4 separate regions of the Mus musculus genome follow, and all the other regions are linked to region 2. Evidence: chromatin contacts called from public Hi-C and HiChIP or PLAC-seq data. All regions are on one chromosome and are shown on one strand. The core of a region is the stretch at or near the end of the contact, and the rest is flanking DNA. Distances in the headings are between cores, read along the strand shown.

Region 1 (4,501 bases), core at 545-3,044, 270 kb after region 2:
GAGTTACCTGCCTTTGTCTTCTGAGTGTTGGGATTAAAGGTGTTGACCCCCCCCACCAACACACACACACACACACACACACACACACACACACACACACACACACACACACACGTGCGCACGCGCCTGGCCCTTAAGGGAGAAATTTTCTTTAGTGATGTAATTACTAACAAAGTGCCCATTCTCCTATAATAAAAGCTCACCTATTCTCCATAATCAACTCTAATGAAACCCATAGATCAGAAAATTGCCTTAGCAGATAAAGACTCCCCACCAAGACTGACTATCGGGGTTTTGATCTCCAGGACCTACATCATGGAAGGAGAAAACTGACTTCTGAAACTCATTCCCTGACCTGTACATAAGCACAGAACCCCCCCCCCCACACACACACACATACATACACACACACATACACACACACACAATGTCATTTTAAAAAGTCTTTAAAATTAAAATAAGTTTGGTGAACTTATTTGATCACCAAAAAGGTTAAAGAAATGAAAGCAGAAGGAGTTGGTGTGAAAAGGAAGGAGATCAGAGGGAATGGGGTGGGACAGGGGGTACAAGAAGGTTATAAAAAGATATGATCAAAATATGTACATGAAGCTGGGTTGTGGTGGCACATGCCTTTAATCCCAGCACTGAGAAGGCAGAGGCAGGAGGATCTCTGTGTGTTTGAGGCCAGCCTGGTCTACAAATAGAGTTCTAGGACAGCGAGAGCTGTCACACAAAGAAACCCTGTCTCAAAAAACAAAACAAGAAAGTACATGTATGGAAATGTCATGATTAAATACAGTATTCTATATATGTTAATAAAACAAAACTAAATCATTACTGTTTACAATTTTATAAATCAGTTACTGCTCAAATGAACAGAAAGCATGTTTCTTGATTAGCACAAACAATAAATCAGTTTTCTGCTATATTTGACTAGCTTAGAATCTAACATCCTGCAAGAAGCCACCAACAAAAATAGAAATACTCAGTAAAATATTTTTATGTGTACTCTGTATAATAGAAGCAATAATTGCATAACATTAAATGTCCATATACATTACAGATTTCAAAGTTGGTTATTTTCCCAGTAGCACCATCCTGATACTACCTAGATTATCATCATTCTTTCCTTCACTAAAATATAAATGGCAGGTCAAGTGGGACCCAAGGTTCTATAGATACTGGAAAGAATGAACCAGGAAGCATAAATACTCCCCATCCCAAGTACAATCCAGCTAAAATGGTAAGAGAAGTCATTTCAAGGGTTCCGGAAGATTATTGGAAGGTACGATAGAAGCTAAGAGTCAATTACCCAGGTTGTTATTTACCCTCCTCATTTTTGTGTGTGTTGAGATGGAGTCTCACTAGGTAGAGAGGCTCATCTCCAACTCCGGATCCTCCTGCCTCAGTCACAGGAGTGCTGGAATTATAGATGTGAGTCACCACGTCCTGCCGGGGACTAGGATCTTAAAATGGTTTAAGCATCTGCATGACAGTTTAAAAATACGGTACAGACGTTGTGGGAAATGACCTCAGCGTGCTGTCTCCCTTTTCCAAAGCTACGTTATTGTTTAGGTTGGGTTGGGCGACATCCTCTCTGGAAGATACGATCCTGCTCTGCGGCTCGTGCTCAACCGACTGTTGGGGGCTGCACCGTGCAAGAGAGGTTTCCTCAATATTACCGCGGGTGGGCACGCACCCAGACGCGCCCCCGATCCTCCGAGCTCACTGGTGCGCGCCCCGAACCGCGCGCCACCGAGCTCTGCGGGCGCTCCCGTCGCGCAGCGCGGTTCAGTTGACCCGCGGGCGCCAGACGCTGCGCTCCAGCGGGCGCAGCCGCGGCGGCGCGGGCCTCCCTAGCTGACACTCCCCCTGCGCGCCCCTCCCCCGCCGCGGCGGAATCCCGCCCGCCCTCCGGTCCGCGCGCGAGCCCGAGGCCGCTTCCTCGGTACCAGCGTCTAGAAGGATCCCGGCCGCGGCGATTGCGCGGCCATGGGCGCGCCGGGCTCGTCCTAGGGTCGCGGCGGAGACCGCAGTCGGAGCGCCGCGGTGGCCTCCTCCGCGAGGGAAGCCTGCGACGCTTCTCAGCGAGGCTTCTCATCGGTTCACGCCGGAGAGCCTCCTCCGCGAACCCCAGCGACGGTCGCACCGGCAGCGCGGCGGGATGAGCGGTAGCAGCGCGGCGCCGGGCCCGGGCTCGGGGTCCTCCCCGGCCGCCTGTCGCTTCGCGCACTACTTCGTGCTGTGCGGGATCGATGCGGACAGCGGGCTGGAGCCCGACGAGCTGGCGGGTAAGGCCGGGCTGGCTTTGGAGGCGCTAGGGAGGCGAGGTGCGGGCTCCAGACAAAAAGTCGGCGGCTATAGCCGCGCTCCGGCTAGATGGGCACTCGTGGGCGACATAATGACATTGTTGTTAATTCCGCGCTCTGGCTAAGCCCCTGGGTGTTGGGTCCTTGTAACCGGCGCGGGTCCCCAGAGGGCCCGACCCTCCGCTGCTCGCGGGTGGCTCATGGTGCGCGGGACCGGGCTGTGCAGTGGTTCGTGAAGTTTGGCCCTGGCGGCGGATGCGGTGGTCGGCAGCTCCATGAAGGAGTCGGGACCGCGGGGCTACGGTGAGGTCCGCTCGGGCAGGAGGCCCAGCGGGATCGACCCCGACCGCTCTGGGTCGGCGCCACCCCTCCCCCTGGTTCTGCGATGACGAGCGAGTCACCCTTTGGAATCCTGTGGATTTGGCAGTGCCAGTGCCGCGAGCTAGCGAGGACCTTTGGACGCTTGGGTTGCGGCCTGATGCTTTGTTGATACCCCTGCCTGGTTCCTGAGTTGATGTAGTTGGACAATCCTCCCCAAGAGGGGCGCGCCGTGAATCACTGCCGAGGTGTCACTGGAGGAGCATGGCCCCCATTTGACGGGTTTGGTGACGCAGTGCGGGACTGAGCTGGGGAACGTACCCTGGGAACCCGGGCAGTTGAAGGATGGTAGGGACCGGGGAATGCGAAATGTAGAAAGCAGGCCGGGGAGAAATGACTGACTGAATTTTTCATTCCGCTTTCCTCCTTGGAATCTGAATTGTGATTTTTTTTTTTTTTTTTTTTTTTGGTAAGGGTGAGACACATAACGCCTACCACCAGAACTTTATTTGTGTCAGTGCTAAACACTTAGGTCATAGCCTTTCACAGCAGCTTTTTTGGAATATACCATCCCAGGTTGATTGCACTAGTATAGATTTTTTTCTCTCTTCCTTTGAGGAAAGGGCTGGGAAGAATGTATTAAATAATAAATGATAGTAAACAAAACGGGTCAGCCTTTACTAATACAGTCTCACGTCTTAATTGAGCATATTATTAAGTCAGCTTCACAGTAAAATGTTAACAAAAACTAAGTATAGTTTTAGAGGAATAATGAAATACCAAGTTTTCCCTGTATGTATAATTATATAATCCTACTGTTTCTTCAGCTAAGATTTCATGTACATGTTAAGAATAGTATAGTTAAGGGACATGAAGTTGCAGGGGGGGGGGGTGTCTGCAATAGTGATTTTGGAGAAAGAGTTTTTTTGGGCTAGTAAAAAATATATTTTTCTAGGACTCCTCTAAACAACTAGGATTTCTTGGGCCTTCTATGACAGGTGAATGATGAAATAAAAAAGCCTGTATTTGCCCTTTCCATTCACCTCAGTCTTCATAAAGCAGTATCTCCTATTGTTCTTTTGATTGTTCTTATTGTATTACTACTTAGAAGAGAAAGATTCTTGGGCCAGCGGAATACTCGGCTCAGTGAAAACATGCACTACTCTTGCTGAAGGAGGACCCAAGTTTGATTCTTAGCACCCAGATTAGGAGGCTTATAAGCACTTCTAGTTCTAGTTCTAAAGGAGCTGACACACTTGGCCTCTGAGGGCATTTTCTCTAATACACACACACACACACACACACACACACACACTTAAACAGTATAAAAATCTGAAAAAATATATTCTGTGCTAGTAATATAATGAAGGAATTGTTTTTAATTTTTTTTTTAGATTTATCTTATGTGTATGAATGTTTATGTGCATGTCTGGTGCCTTCAGCATTTAGAAGAGAGTGGAGGGTGTTGGATTGTCTGGAACTAGAATTAGGGGTGGTTGTGACCCCTGCATACTAGGAATTTACAGATTTAAGGTTTAGGAATCATACAGCTATTTGGCAGGTGTTTTATTTTCTAAGCTAATTTCTTTCCAGTTTAACTTAACCTTTAAGGAAGTTTAAGTGGCTGGGATAACAAGATAAGATTTTTTTTTAAAAAAAGTTTCCTATCTCCTGTCTTAAGTGTATCCTTTTTTTGAATAAATAAACTTATCTATGTGCTTTCATACTTGGCTTTACTTTTTCATGCAATTGTTCACAAAAACAATGCCTGTGATCTCACAGTTTTTAAAAACATAGACATTGGTAACCCTGAGGTGATTATGTCAGTGTTATTTTGTTTGGGTCTTCCCACTCCTGTCAGTACTTATTTCTTC
Region 2 (4,214 bases), core at 1,139-3,638:
CTGTTTAAGTCAGTATTATAAAATGTCTTATCAAAATTCTTTATTTTCATTTTATTTAGATTGAGAGAGACAAACACACTGTGATTAATCTTCATTGTCAACTTAAATATACTTGAAATCACCTTGAGGAAAGCATCATGGGGTGTGACTGTGAGGGTATTTCCAGAGAAGTTTAAAAGAGGAGAGAATATCAACCCTGTAGGCAACAACATCCAGTGGATTCTTGAAATGAATGAAAAGAAACAAAGAGAAAACTAAGCACCAGTGTTTCTCTCTCTCTCTCTCTCTCTCTCTCTCTCTCTCTCTCTCTCTCTCTCTCTCTCTCTGACTGCACATGTGTCTGACCAGCTGCTGCTTCATGCTCTCCCTGCCATGACAGAGTTTCCTTCAGGGAAATTATTTTGTTGTTGCTGCTGCTGCTGTTTCTAGTTTGGGCATTTTTGAAACCCAGGCTGTCCTCAAAATCTCTTATCTCCAGTCTCACCCTCTTGAGGGCTAATAACATTGGTGTATATTATAAATAATCACTACTACCCTTGCCCAGAATAATGACTTTCCAGATTAATGTGAACTAAGCACAATCCTGAACCATGAGTTATTTTTTCCTATGTATTCACAATGGTTAGATTTCCAGAATTCAACATTTAGTAAAACTATGAAAATATTTTATTAACACTCAGCAAAAAGTTATGATTAAAGCCAGATCTTTAATTTTCACAAATATGAAAAGGGCACTAGAATAACTACTTAGACTGGGGAACAGTTTTGTACTGTGAAACTGCTCTATTATTTTTTAGTATCCCCAAATCCTACCTACCAAATGACAAAGTTGTTCATGCAAATCTGCCCATTCCCTCCACCTTAACCAGAATAGGATTCCAGAAATATAAAACTGTCCCCTACGTGTGGAGAGCAATGCTATTTCTGGGGAGAATTATTTGTAGGCATGAGATGAGGCCACATTATTATATTTGAAGTAGACAGAACCATACCTTGATTTGTATATCCCTGGTTCATTATTTTAACTTTAATCTCATTTCAGGACCCCAAAGATTTAGGGGGTGTGCTGGTTAGTTTTAAGTCAACCTGACACAATGCAGAGTCATGGGAGAGGAAGGAGCCTCAACTGAGGAAATGCTTCCATAAGCTCAAGTTTCTGGCAAGTGTGTAGAACATTTTCCTAACTAGTGATTGATGTTTGTGATGGTTTGTATATCCTTGGACCAGGGAGTGGCACCATCTGGAGGTGTGGCCTTGTTGGAATGGGTGTGACCTGGTTGGAATGGGTGTGTCATTCTCGGTGTGGGTATGAGATCTTCACCCTAGTTGCCTGGAAGTCAGTCTTCCACTAGCAGCCTTTGGATGAAGACATAGAACTCTCAGCTCTGCCTGTGCCATGCCTGCCTGGATGCTGCCATGCTCCATGATAATAATGGACTGAACCTCTGAACCTGTAAGCAGCTCCAATTAAATGTTGCTTTTTATAAGACTTGCCATGGTCATGGTGTCTGTTCACAGCAGTAAAACCCTAACTAAGACAATGTTGGAGGGTCCAGTTCTATAACAAACAAACCAAAAAAAGCAGGCTGAGCAAGCTAGGGAAAGCAAACCAGTAAGCAGCATGACTCCATGGCTGCTGCATCAGCTCCTGCCTCCAAGTTCCTGCCCTGATTGAGTTCTTGTCCTGACTTCCTTCAATGATGAACAGTTATATAGAAGCGTAAGTCAAATAAACCCTTTCCTCTCCAAGTTGCTTTGATCATTGTGTTTTTAGCACACCAATAGTTACCCTAAGACATAGAATTACAGAGTCTCGTCTATCTTTCCAATATGGCCATATTTAATAAATCTTCTCTTACTGACTTCCGCTATTAATTTGACTCATTTAATTGGCCCACTGAGGACCGATAACTGAACCTGGTTTGGGGTACAGGCTGTGGCCTCTAAGCTTGATAACAGCATGAGGCTTCAACGTTTCCCTGAGAAGGTGATACTGAGCGGAAACTTAGAATTCATTCAGGATGAAGAATTCTGAACACAACTGATATATTCAATATTAGTACAATTACTTGACCTTTTTTTTATAAAAATGAAAGGAAGTAGAAATTCTGGTATTGTATTTTGCTTCTCCATATTTTTTTCTTTCTTTTTGTTTGTTTGTGGCAGAGTCTCACTATGTAGTCCTGGCTGTCCTGGAACTCACTATGTAGACCAGGCTGGCCTTGAACTCAGAAATCTACTTGCCTCTGAACTCTTAAGCACTGGGGTTAAAGGTGTGTGCCACCATGCTGAGCCTTCATGTTTTTTGTGCACACCTCTGACTGGTAGTCTCTGGAATCTGATAAAGGATTTGTTTCTTCACATCAGAAGTCATTAAGTGACTATCACCACCTGATGGCAGCAGTGTCCCACAACTGAGAGGTCACTTCAACCATAACACTAGGCAAGAAGTGACATGTAGATCCCTACTCCTAACCACATACTGAGCCGATGGAAAGCAGAAGTAAAAAGATCCTGTCAGGCCCAATCTTTGTTATCTGAAAAATTTAAACAATTATACACATTTACAAAGCACAGAATTGAAGTGAAAGTTTCTGGTTTCATTAAAAAAAAAAAAAAACTCAGTGGTGTCACATGATGTTTTTCTGGACGCTGTCTTGGGGGAGGGTACATGATGCTTTTCCTTTCACTATCTTCAGGGTTCTACTTATATTCTTTCTGAATATCACCACCACCCACCACCCTCTCAAGTATCTGTTTTCAGCAAAATATCACATGACCTTTCTCAAGACAGCTTCCAGAAAAACATCATATGACCTTCTCACAAGACAACTTCCAAGAAAACATTACATGACACAGCTAAGGTTTTAAAAATCTGTAGGTTTACAGTCTATACAAATCTATTAGAGTAATTAATATTTTTGCTTGCTTATCACTGTTTAAAACCTTCAGGATTTTCTCCTCTAGTTCATCTTAACACACATAATAAGTTGTTGGGGACTATTGAAACTAAGCTTTATGGAAATTTCTTGTGAAGAATTTGTGGTCATTCTGTACTGGTAGTTTGGCAATTAGCAAGGAGTCTCATGTAGCTTAGCTTATTTATTGTAATGTGTAACTAGTCATAAAAATAGACCCAAGAAATTACATTTCTTGAGATTTACATAACTGCCATGTCTTAAGACTAGATTACAAAGATGTATCATGCATCAATTGTATGATCTGATGACCCTCATTGTAAAGAAACCTATACCAGTCTGGGAACACCCATCAGGTGTAGTTTTCCCTGGATGGGTTGAAACATTCCCCACCAAGCAGGAAACAGCTACCGTGGTAGCTAAGAAGATATTAGAAGAAAATTTTCCAGAGGTTCAGAGTGCCCAAGGTAATTAGATTGGACAATCGATGGTTCTGCTTTTGTCTCTTAAGGTAAGTCAGGGATTGGCAGAGATATTGGGGACTAATAGGAATCCCCATTGTGTGTACTGTCCCCAGAGCTCAAAGCAGATAGAGAAAATAAACAGAACCCCTACAAGAGACCTTGGCTAAGTTGACCTTGGAGACTGGCTTTGACTGGTTGGTGCCCCTCCCCTTGGCCCTGAACACCCCCTACCATTTTAACCTGACCCCTGTTGAGATCCTGCATGGGACACCCACTCCCTTGACCCTGGCTCTTGATCCCCACCAGAGTGACTTTTCAGGCTGACAAGGATCTTATGGTTTGATTGCAAGCTTCCCAGATCAGCCATCTGGAACTGTGGCCTAAACTTAGTGCCCTGTATGATGCAGGTACCCCAGAGGTTCCACAAGAGTTCCAAGGTGGAGATTGGGTGTATGTTAAGAGACTGTGCTGAACACTCAGAAGCAAACAATCCCTGGTGTTGCTGACCACCCCACCTCCGTTAAAGTGGATGGAGTAACTGCCTGGGTTCAATCAGATCAGCACCTGCGCCTGACACCAACTAGATAGCAGCAGACACCCAAGCAACACCCTTCTGCAAGGCCAGAGAAACTATGAGACGGCTATGGTGTGTCTTCTGGCACTGAGTCTCAGCAGCCCCAACAACCCTACCAGGGTGACTTGGCAGGTGCTCCCAGCCACTGGTGATGTGGCTTGGTCCACTACCCACATTGTATCTGGTGGCTGGACCCTGACTTTGATCCCTGATTTAGTGGTAGGCCTTGACTTCAGGGGTGTTGCTGCCCTGGAGGCA
Region 3 (4,727 bases), core at 140-2,639, 340 kb after region 2:
TCTTTTCTCTCTGACCAGCCTGAGCCTTACCTGCCATTTCTTTCACGCTTCATTGAAACACAGATGTTTGCCACCTTTATTGATAATAAGATCATGTCTCAATGGGAAGAGAAAGACCCTCTGCTTCGGGTCTTTGATTCTCGGATTGAGAAGATCAGATTGTATAATGTAAGGGCACCCACCCTGCGGACATCTATATATCAGAAATGCAGCAGTTTAAAAGAAGCAGGTATATTTACCGTACATGTTTTAAGTGCACAATCATTTCTTTTTATAAACTGTTGACTTTTTCTTTTAAGATAAGTCAGTTTTACTTAAATTAGGACTGTCCAACAAAAACATTGTTAGCCATTCATGATCTGAATTTGGTGTATGAATTAAATTATGGTGTACATTAAAATCCATGAGATGTTTGTTTTGTAATAAATAAGGCAGAGGAATTATCATTAGTAGCCTTTTAAAGATAAGCTATTAGGTTTGCCCTTTCTCCCTTCGTCTTAATTTCAGCGAAGATCATTTTTGTTCCAGGGATATTCTTTTTGGGATTCTCCAAGTACTCCATCAGGAAGGGTGTCCTCTCCCCAGGTGATGCCTTTGTTCTTGTTGGCATCTGTATAAGAGAATCCAGCAGCCTGACTTGCCTTCCACTCAGACAGACCATGGGGATTTGGTCCAGTCTTATGCTTGCCTTTCTTATCCACAGTGTGGCACTGGGCACACTTCTGAACAAATAAATATCTTCTTGCCTATTTTAGCATCACCCATTTTTAATTCACTCTGGGCTGGTCAACACCACAAACATTCAAAGACAGACGTCCTGCTCTCTCTGACTTTTTCAACACAAAGTTAATTTTCTTTTTTTGGGGGATGAAGGGAGACTTAAGACAGAGTTTCTTTGTGTAGCTCTGGCCATCCTGGAACTTGCTCTGTAAATCAGGCTGGCCTCTAACTCAGATTTGCCTGTCTCTGTTCCTTGAATGCTGGATTTTAAAGGCATGGGCCACCACCGCTAAGATACAAAGTTAACTTTCATTTTGGGACATCATGAATAATCCCCGTGTTAGCAAGAAGTTTTTGTACTTTTCTTTAGATTCCTGTGAATTCCTGTTCCTATGGACATTCCTTTTCCTTTACCCCAAACAGGAAAAATAATAATAATAAATTGAATTGACAAGAAGATGTAGATTTTTGTTACTTTCTTGTGTTGGGGAAAAAAATGTTAACTTCTCTCTTGCTACTGATGTTGCCTTTTTTACCCATCACCTCTTGTCTCTAGCTATTAACTTAAAATGGTAAACCTGAAATTGGGCATAGTAGTACATGCCTAAATCCTAGCACTTGGGAGGCCAAGCACGAAGGATCAGGAGTTTAAGGCCAGCTTCGGCAATGTAGCAAGGAGTCTGTCTAAAGTAAAACCAAAACAAAGACGGAAGTCTGAGGCTCTGTCTAGTTTACATAACTAAAACAGCTCTTACGAGCTTTGTGGTAGTTAATTACATAGTTTCATTTCTTGAAATTAAACCTCTGGATGTTTGCATTCAAATGAAAGAGTCTCTCAACCCTAACATGGGTTTCCCTCAAAGAATGAGGAATTTTCTTGCTCTTGTCTGATAGTGCAGTACAATAATCATACTAAAAGCCAGCATTCAAATTCTTCCTGTGTGTCAGTCATTATGCTAGTGTTTGATTTGACGTGCCTTTTTACATGTAGTCTTAATGGCAGGATATATGCATTGATATCTTCTCATTCTACGGGTTAGGAAACTGAAAGATTAAAGAACTTGGTTGTGGTTTTATAGCTAGTTTTTGGTAGCTGACTGATTTCTAATAGCTAAGCCTTAATCTTTTTAGTGGTTTTATTCACTAACAAATATGTAAAAATGTACCAATTTGTGTAGTTTTATACATCTATGCCTAGTTCCCAAGTGGCACTTTTAATTTTAGACCAAATTTTGTACTAGATTAAAGGGCACAACAGCTAAGAAGCTCTTCTTGCTCTGCTTCTATGGCTTGCTCACCTTTCCATCTACATCTAAATAGTTCAGTTATGGAAATAATACAGCTGTTTTGGTATTATCAAGGAAAGAAATATTAAATGATAACTTTTATGCAGTGCTTATAGTCTTCAAACATCACTCTGTATTTCCATGTATGAGGGCAACTCCCTGGAGTCTCTTCAGGAAGTGGCACGTGCCTCTGTATTTCTAGAACCTGAGGTGATAGAGTAAGTGAAGCTTTTAATAGTTATATGAGTACCTCACTGGGAATTTTTCATTCCTCTCTTCCCAACAGAATTTTTAAAATGGAATTAAGTACCAATTCCTTAGCTTAATGTGCCTCTGGAAAATCTTACCAATTAAAATTGATTTTCTTTTTGCCTCTTGGAGCTTGATAATCCCATTCTCATCACAGAAATTGTGTAAACTTCGTGAAAATATCACTAAGAGACTTAGCATGTCTGAAAACAAGATTAGGTTAAGACTATAGTTCCCTAGAAATGTAAAGACTTTTGAAAAAGTAAGAGGAGACTATATCTCCTTCACTCTCTCTCTCTGTGTGTGTGTGTGTGTGTGTGTGTGTGTGTGTGTGTGTGTGTGTGTGTATGTGTTTTCAGTGCTTGCTTTGGGCATGAGAGAGAAGCATGCTACCACTGTTTATACTTATAAATTTTGAGATGGTCTCAATAAATTGCACAGTAAAGCCTTGGCCCCACGACTGTCCTTCCTTGACTTCCTGACTAACTGGAGTTACAGGCCTGTATCACCAGGCTCGGCTCAGTTATCTCTTTCATCCCTTAGCCCCCCCCCCAAGAAACAAACATAGAGATGGGTGTTGTTTTGGATTCTTGCTGGCTTTGTGCTTATGTGTCTGTGTGCTTCTGCTGCTGTTGTACCTCTAACCAAAAAGAATTTTGATTTGCAGGTGAACTTATAAAGCACAGACTATCTGCTGTCGGCATTGTGGCTACATAGCCTTATGATTTCTATGTAGAAAAACAAAAACTGGATAGGAATATAATTTTCTTTTTCCTTACCAATGACCACAAACCAATATCAACTCATACCTTAAAATTCTTCAACAGTAGACCTCTGACCTCACAAAGCAAGCACTTGATAATTTCCAAATATTCAGTATTCTCTGACAATGTCATTACTAAAAAGTTACATTGCTGTATGCTCCCTATGCCATTTTACATATAAAGTCTAAGTAACTCATTGTGAATTATGGTTCTTATTTGAAAACAAAACAAAGCAAAAAAAACTTTCCAAATAAAAGAAAGAAAGTCAATATCACATAGATTTCTCTGTCATTGAAAACCAAGTGGAAAAAACTGAAATTCTTTTCCTTTTATGAGGACAAAAGCTGTCAGTGGCAGAAAGGGGATTTTGTTGTCCTTCATGTAACATAAAATTGAGAAAGGCTTTTTATATTCTAATGCTGTAAATCTAGACATTGTTATGGCAACTAATTATGTTTGCAAATATCAGAAAACATATGTGCCAGTTTTGCTATAATGTCCATTGTGCAAACATTTCCCTCACAGTATTTATGATTAAATATTATGAAACATGGGGAACTATAACTAGAATTGTACAGTCTGAAGGGACATCACTGAAGAGTAAATGATATTTCATTTTAAATCACAGACCAAAAAAAAAAAAAAAAATGCCGGGCGTGGTGGCGCATGCCTTTAATCCCAGCACTGGGGAGGCAAAGGCAGGTGGATTTCTGAGTTCAAGGACAGCCTGGTCTATACAGTGAGTTCTAGGACAACCAGGGCTCAAAAAACCAAAAAAAAACAAAAACAAAAACAAAACACACACACACAAACCAGCCCCCTGGGTTTCTTTATGCCTACAGTAGAACATTTAAAGTGTATTTTAAGAGAAATCACAAGCTGCAAATTAAAAGTCCAATAAAAACCTAGGACTTTAATCCCAGCACTTGGGAGGCAGAGGCAAGGTAGATCTCTGAGTTTGTGGCCAGCCTGGTCTATATAGAGTTCTAGGCCAACAAGGGCTACATAGTGAAACCCTGTCTCAAAAAACAACAGGGAAGTACAATAAAAGAAGGCTGGGATACATATTGTCTCTAAAGAAATACATCTCAGCATTTTAAAGTTTTAGGTCATGGTAAACAGCATTCATCTCTACAGAGAGTGCTTGGGTGGAGTGATCTGGTGTCACACTCTGGTTTTTCTTTGTCTTACAACTCTTTCACCTTTTCTGTGGTCTGGTGTCAAACAGTATTAAGCATTGTTTTGACAAAACCAGAAAAGGTCTTGGGCAGAATCTTCCAGTGGAGCTTAACATAGGTGTGGAGCATGACCAGGGCTCAGTCTGCTGGCAGTATAAAGTTACCCTTGTCTCATAAGGAACATGATCATTATTCCTGCAGAGATCTGTTTATCACATAACTCTGATTTCTGTTTGTTATTCCTTTTTAATAATCCTCAGGCAAAAGATTGAAGGGTTAGTCTTTTATCTCAAATAATACATTTTCTCTGGTAGATAAAAAACACTTTAAAAATCATGATTCTTTTGTTTTATTGAAGTAAATCACTTTCATTGAGAGAACCTCCAACCCCACTAAATTTAAGGTATTTTAGAATAGACATGTTGAGAAATCCTCCTTCATGTTTGACCTAAAATTATTCTTGAAAAGTACAGGGGTCTTTTTAAATTTGAACATTTTTTAAATGCCTGCTTCTTATTTACTTCTTCCCT
Region 4 (4,326 bases), core at 1,575-4,074, 360 kb after region 2:
GCTATTTTTTAAATTCCAAGGTTATTACTGTGGCCTAATCATATATAACTAAGCAACAAATGAGCCAAGTTCAGAACTCTTTAAGACTGCCCTGGCCTTCTTAGCTACTTCCCTTTGGCTCTTACCAGGATTCCCAGAAAAGTAAAGAAAGACTTTTATAATACCCAAAATGAGATGCTCAAAATGGTACACAAGATTGAGGATGTGGCTCAGTATTGCAGTATTACTATAAAATGAGAAATTATCTTTTGATGAATTGTTTCTTTTTTTTTTTTTTTTTTGGTTTTTCAAGACAGGGTTTCTCTTTATAGCTTTGGCTCTCCTGGAACTCACTTTGTAGACCAGGTTGGCCTCAAACTCAGAAATCCGCCTGCCTCTGCCTCCTGAGTGCTGGGATTAAAGGCGTGCGCCACCCACGCCCGTTTTATCACGTAATCTTGAAAGTATGGAAGTCTTCAGGATCCAGGAAAAAAACAAAACAAAGAGGGATAAATATATGAGTGGGTTCAGCAGTTGGCATGGAAGGGGGTTAGAGAGGAGCTGTGAGCTTACACAAACTAGGGAATTATGTTTAAATATGTGAAGAGAGAAGACAAAATCCAGGGTCTCCTGAAGATAACTGGTTCACAAGCAGACTTCATGCAGGATTCGACCACAGAGGGAAGATCAGGAAGCAATCTACTTAGCAGTGGAGACACAAAGCTGACTTGGTTTAGTTCCTGGATAAAGTAAGACTATTTTAAGAATTTGTAGTCAAAGAACCTGAAATCATTTAAGTTTGGAGTCCAAATTATACTACCTTCACTCAAGAGAGCCTTTTAAAAAGTGAAAATGTTATCCTTTCAGGGGAAGTCTGCCTTGTGGTCACATTTGCTCCAGTTTCAGGATAGAGAAGAGAAACAAGAGCACCTCACAGACTCGCCAGGTAAGAAGGTGTTGGATAAGGTAGATTGCTTCAAGTCTCATCAATTAGAGCTCTACTTCCTCATTATAAGACAGAGAAAATAGTACCAATTCCAAATGATCATGTTGATATAAAAGGAAAAAAACAATTGTGAAGGTGTGTTTGAGTATGATATGGTAGATACTGATTTATTAAAGAAAAGTTCCGTGACCGCCGTTAATAACCTTAATGTCTCTTGTTACACTTCATTTGATTATTTTTTATGTGGGCATTTGTATGTGGAGGTCAGGTGACAACTTGGAGGAGTCGATTCTCTTCTTCCACCACATGAGACCTGGAAATTTAATTTGGTTGTTGGGTTTGGTGGCAGGTACCTTTATCCACTGCTCTATCTCAATAACCTTTCTTTTTTTATTTTGTCAGGATCAATTATGCTATTGTGTTGTTAAATTAAATTCCAGGAAAAAAATGTGTGTTTATCTCCAAGACTCTTTAAGAGTCATATTCTTTCACATAGCTTGTTTCCAACTGTGGCCACAGCTAGTTTACTGTGTTAATAAAGTATCAATACTAAATGGTCAGCCCTGAAAACATACACAAACAAGTAACATCATACAGACTGAGTAGGTTGTATTTATGTATTTAGAAATACATATACGGACTGAAGAGATGGTTCAGCAGTTAAAAGCAATGACTGCTCTTCCGAAGGTCATGAGTTCAAATCCCAGCAACCACATAGTGGCTCACAACCATCCTTAATGAGATCCAATGCCCTCTTCTGGTGTGTCTGAAGATAGCTACAGTGTACTTAGATATAATAATAAATAAAATCTTAAAATACACACACATCTAATGAAAAAAAAGAGTCCATGATTCTGAAAGAGCAAAATTGTGGGGAGTGGAAGGCACATGGGAGGGTTTAGAGTGAGGAAAGGGAAGGCTGACATGATGTATTTATATTATAATCTCATGGTGCTATACCCCATCAGAACCAGCACTTGGGAGGCAGAAGCATGTGGATCTATGTGAGTTCAAGGCCAGCCAGAGTTACACAAAAGGATTCTGTCTTGAAAAAAAAAAACAACTAAAGTATAAATTCTTACTGTTATTGTCCTAATACTTTGCTAATATTTTTCTACATAGTTGCCCTTGGACCAGAAAGAAGAAAATCTGACTCAGGAGTTATGTTACCAACACTCAGAGTCTCTCTTATTCAAGACATGAGGTATTTGTTACACATGGTAATAAATGTAGCTTTCACCTATATTGCTCAAGTAATAACTATACCTTTTGATTATATATTCTGAAGAAAGTATCATCATAATATAATATTTTTATTTATTTATTTTATATTTATCTTATGAGTATTAGTGTTGACCTGTGGAAGGACACATACATAAACCATGTTGCGGGAAATATTAAAAATGAACCCGCCAACTCTCCTGCTCCTGCTTCTCTCAACCCGCCAACTCTCCGGGAGCAGCTCTCTCCAGCCAGCCCCCATAGCGTCTCTCCAGCCAGCCCCCATAGCGTCTCTCCAGCCAGCCCCCATAGCGTCTGGCTCGCTTGTCCCTGGAGCTACTAGTTCTCTCTACTTTTGGTGGTACCACATTCCAGTAACCAAGTAAAGCAAAATTCTTGAGCCTTATAATTAACCAATCAGATTTATGTATCAATAAATTCTCAGTTTACAAGATGCCAATACAATAATTTCAGAACCAATTGATAACGATAAAAGCTTTATCCCAAATATTCTAATATTCATAACTACCTATGGCTGGTTAAAGGCACGCTGGTTCACATCTGCCTCCATTTTTCCTTCCTTCTCTCTCTTTCTCTCACCCCCACCCCATGCTCTCTTTCCCTGCAACTCTTAGCTCCGCCTCCCTTTTCCCTGTCCAATCACAGGCCTCCTGCTGCCCTAATGTAATTGGACAAGGAAAATCCTGCAACAAAACCATATGCACGCCTGGTGACCCCTAGAGTTCAGACGACGCAGAAGCTGGATCTCCTAGAACCAGAACTAGAGATGGTTGTTAGCTGACTTAGTAGTTAGCTCTTGTTAGTAGGCACTGAGAACCAACTGAGTCTTCTGCAAAAGCAGCAAACACCCTTAGCCAGGGAGCCACCTCTCCAGCCCCAGTCTCTCCAGCCCCAGTCTTACTGTTTTACTGTTGTGCTGTTTTGTTTTGTTCTTTCTGACATTAAATAAAAAGGGAAGGTGGAGCAGAAGAGTTTTCTAAACTACAATGTCTCCTGTTTGGATTTTTGAAAAGTCTCTAAAATGCCTGTTATCTATACATATATAGACCAAAAAACCCTGTAAATAGCAACAGATACTTAGCAGAAAATTGGTCTCAGAAAGATACAGATTTTTGTATGTATGTATGATTGTTTGTTTGTTTGTTTGTTTTTCAAGAAAGGGCTTCTCTGTGTAGCCCTGTCTGTCCTGGAACTCACTCTGTAAACCAAGTTAGCCTCAGAGCTCAAAAGATTGTCCTGTTTCTGCCTCAAGCCACCACTGCCTGGCAAATTGTAGCTTAAAAAAATACAAGTATTAAAATTTAGCATTTTCTACCAGCAGTGGAGGGCCATGCCTTTAGTTCCAGCACTTAGAAGGCAGGGGCAGGTAGATCTCTCAAGTTTAAGGCCAGCCTAGTCTACAGAGCAAATTCCAGAACACAGAGAAGCCCTGCCTTGAAAAATATGTGATTTAGAAAATAATTGTAACACTTCTGACTTTTTGTACCTTTTATGGTGACACATGTCTTTAATCCCAACTCTTGGAGGCAGAAGCAAGCAGATCTCTGAGTTTATTATGACCAGCCTAGTCTACATAATGATGTTCAAAAGAGCCAGAGCTAAACATGTCTCAAAACAAACAAAAAGTCACTGAGTTCTCTTAAAGTTATACTTTGTTGGTATAATTTGTATGTGTGCACGTGTGTGTGCATGTGTGTTCATGTGTATACTCATGTTCGTGTATGCATGTTTGTGTATGTCCATGTGTATTCTTGTTTCTGGGTCATGTGGGACTATGGAGCAAGTTAAGCAAATCCTTGCTAATTTCAGTAATTAACAGATTTTTTTTTTTTTTTTTTGTAAAACATGAGTCTATCTCAGATGGCATGATTGCTCTCCTAGACTACTGTAAAGATAGTGTAGTTCTCTACATATGACTTTCTTTAAGGACAGTTTAAAAATGGGAAAATGTTAAAATTGTATAATTATTTTGGGTCTTTCACCCATCAATGTAACTGGATGCTGCTTGTCATCCATGCAACAGAAAGACATAAGACACATGGGACTCGTGTCATCTTGAGTTTTTATTTTAACTATGATTTATTTGAAGTGGATGCATTGTTTTAAGAAAAAGTATTTCATATAAGTTGTATAAAAACAAGATTATTTAAATGCAAAAA

The links. A called contact is a pair of places that touch in the nucleus more often than the background predicts. HiChIP or PLAC-seq counts read pairs in DNA pulled down with a chosen protein or histone mark.
Region 1: a contact with region 2 is called in an H3K4me3 HiChIP or PLAC-seq map of embryonic stem cells, with 20 read pairs. The contact joins the promoter of Dennd5b here to the enhancer-like site in region 2. A contact is called at or near these places in 2 of 15 datasets of contacts at CTCF or cohesin (CD8 T cells and the NIH/3T3 cell line), 8 of 484 Hi-C or Micro-C datasets (B cells, the HPC-7 cell line, bone marrow-derived macrophages and 3 more), 18 of 115 datasets of contacts at active chromatin or transcription factors (the 230-238 cell line, bone marrow-derived macrophages, cardiomyocytes and 10 more) and 3 of 9 other capture datasets (adipose tissue, liver and pancreatic islet).
Region 3: an H3K27ac HiChIP or PLAC-seq map of large pre-B cells shows a contact between it and region 2, with 3 times the contacts expected there. The contact joins two enhancer-like sites. A contact is called at or near these places in 5 of 39 promoter capture datasets (the C10 cell line, the HPC-7 cell line, hippocampal neurons and 2 more), 3 of 15 datasets of contacts at CTCF or cohesin (the NIH/3T3 cell line, embryonic stem cells and stem cell-derived epiblast-like cells), 16 of 484 Hi-C or Micro-C datasets (the AML12 cell line, B cells, the G1E-ER4 cell line and 10 more), 5 of 115 datasets of contacts at active chromatin or transcription factors (bone marrow-derived macrophages, embryonic stem cells, extraembryonic endoderm stem cells and 2 more) and 2 of 9 other capture datasets (adipose tissue and pancreatic islet).
Region 4: a Hi-C map of embryonic stem cells shows a contact between it and region 2, with 4 times the contacts expected there. The contact joins two enhancer-like sites. A contact is called at or near these places in 1 of 39 promoter capture datasets (embryonic stem cells), 4 of 15 datasets of contacts at CTCF or cohesin (embryonic stem cells, large pre-B cells, pro-B cells and 1 more), 75 of 484 Hi-C or Micro-C datasets (3T3-L1-derived adipocytes, the AML12 cell line, B cells and 37 more), 9 of 115 datasets of contacts at active chromatin or transcription factors (bone marrow-derived dendritic cells, embryonic stem cells, epiblast stem cells and 3 more) and 4 of 9 other capture datasets (adipose tissue, embryonic stem cells, liver and 1 more).

Annotation. Positions count from the first base shown.
Region 1 is chr6:149,098,973-149,103,473 of GRCm38.p6, reverse strand. It overlaps Dennd5b (DENN/MADD domain containing 5B), which reads left to right and starts at 1,794. Exons shown (of 21, transcript NM_177192.3): 1 at 1,794-2,291. The coding sequence starts at 2,165.
Region 2 is chr6:149,373,550-149,377,763 of GRCm38.p6, reverse strand. No RefSeq gene overlaps it. Among named protein-coding and RNA genes, the nearest start is that of Gm38930, 23 kb to the right of the region's middle. Within about 2 kb of position 2,388, at least 115 of the 459 cell types and tissues checked have an H3K27ac peak or open chromatin away from gene starts, as enhancers often do. A contact at or near this core is called in the 230-238 cell line, CD8 T cells, the HPC-7 cell line and 11 more, where this site is marked.
Region 3 is chr6:149,037,018-149,041,744 of GRCm38.p6, reverse strand. It overlaps Dennd5b (DENN/MADD domain containing 5B), which reads left to right. Exons shown (of 21, transcript NM_177192.3): 6 at 1-229. It also overlaps the pseudogene Gm15781. Among named protein-coding and RNA genes, the nearest start is that of Gm23462, 35 kb to the left of the region's middle. Within about 2 kb of position 1,389, at least 23 of the 459 cell types and tissues checked have an H3K27ac peak or open chromatin away from gene starts, as enhancers often do. A contact at or near this core is called in bone marrow-derived macrophages and pre-B cells, where this site is marked.
Region 4 is chr6:149,017,144-149,021,469 of GRCm38.p6, reverse strand. It overlaps Dennd5b (DENN/MADD domain containing 5B), which reads left to right. Exons shown (of 21, transcript NM_177192.3): 11 at 847-925; 12 at 2,048-2,129. Among named protein-coding and RNA genes, the nearest start is that of Gm25539, 52 kb to the right of the region's middle. Within about 2 kb of position 2,824, at least 7 of the 459 cell types and tissues checked have an H3K27ac peak or open chromatin away from gene starts, as enhancers often do. A contact at or near this core is called in differentiating embryonic stem cells, embryonic stem cells and stem cell-derived epiblast-like cells, where this site is marked.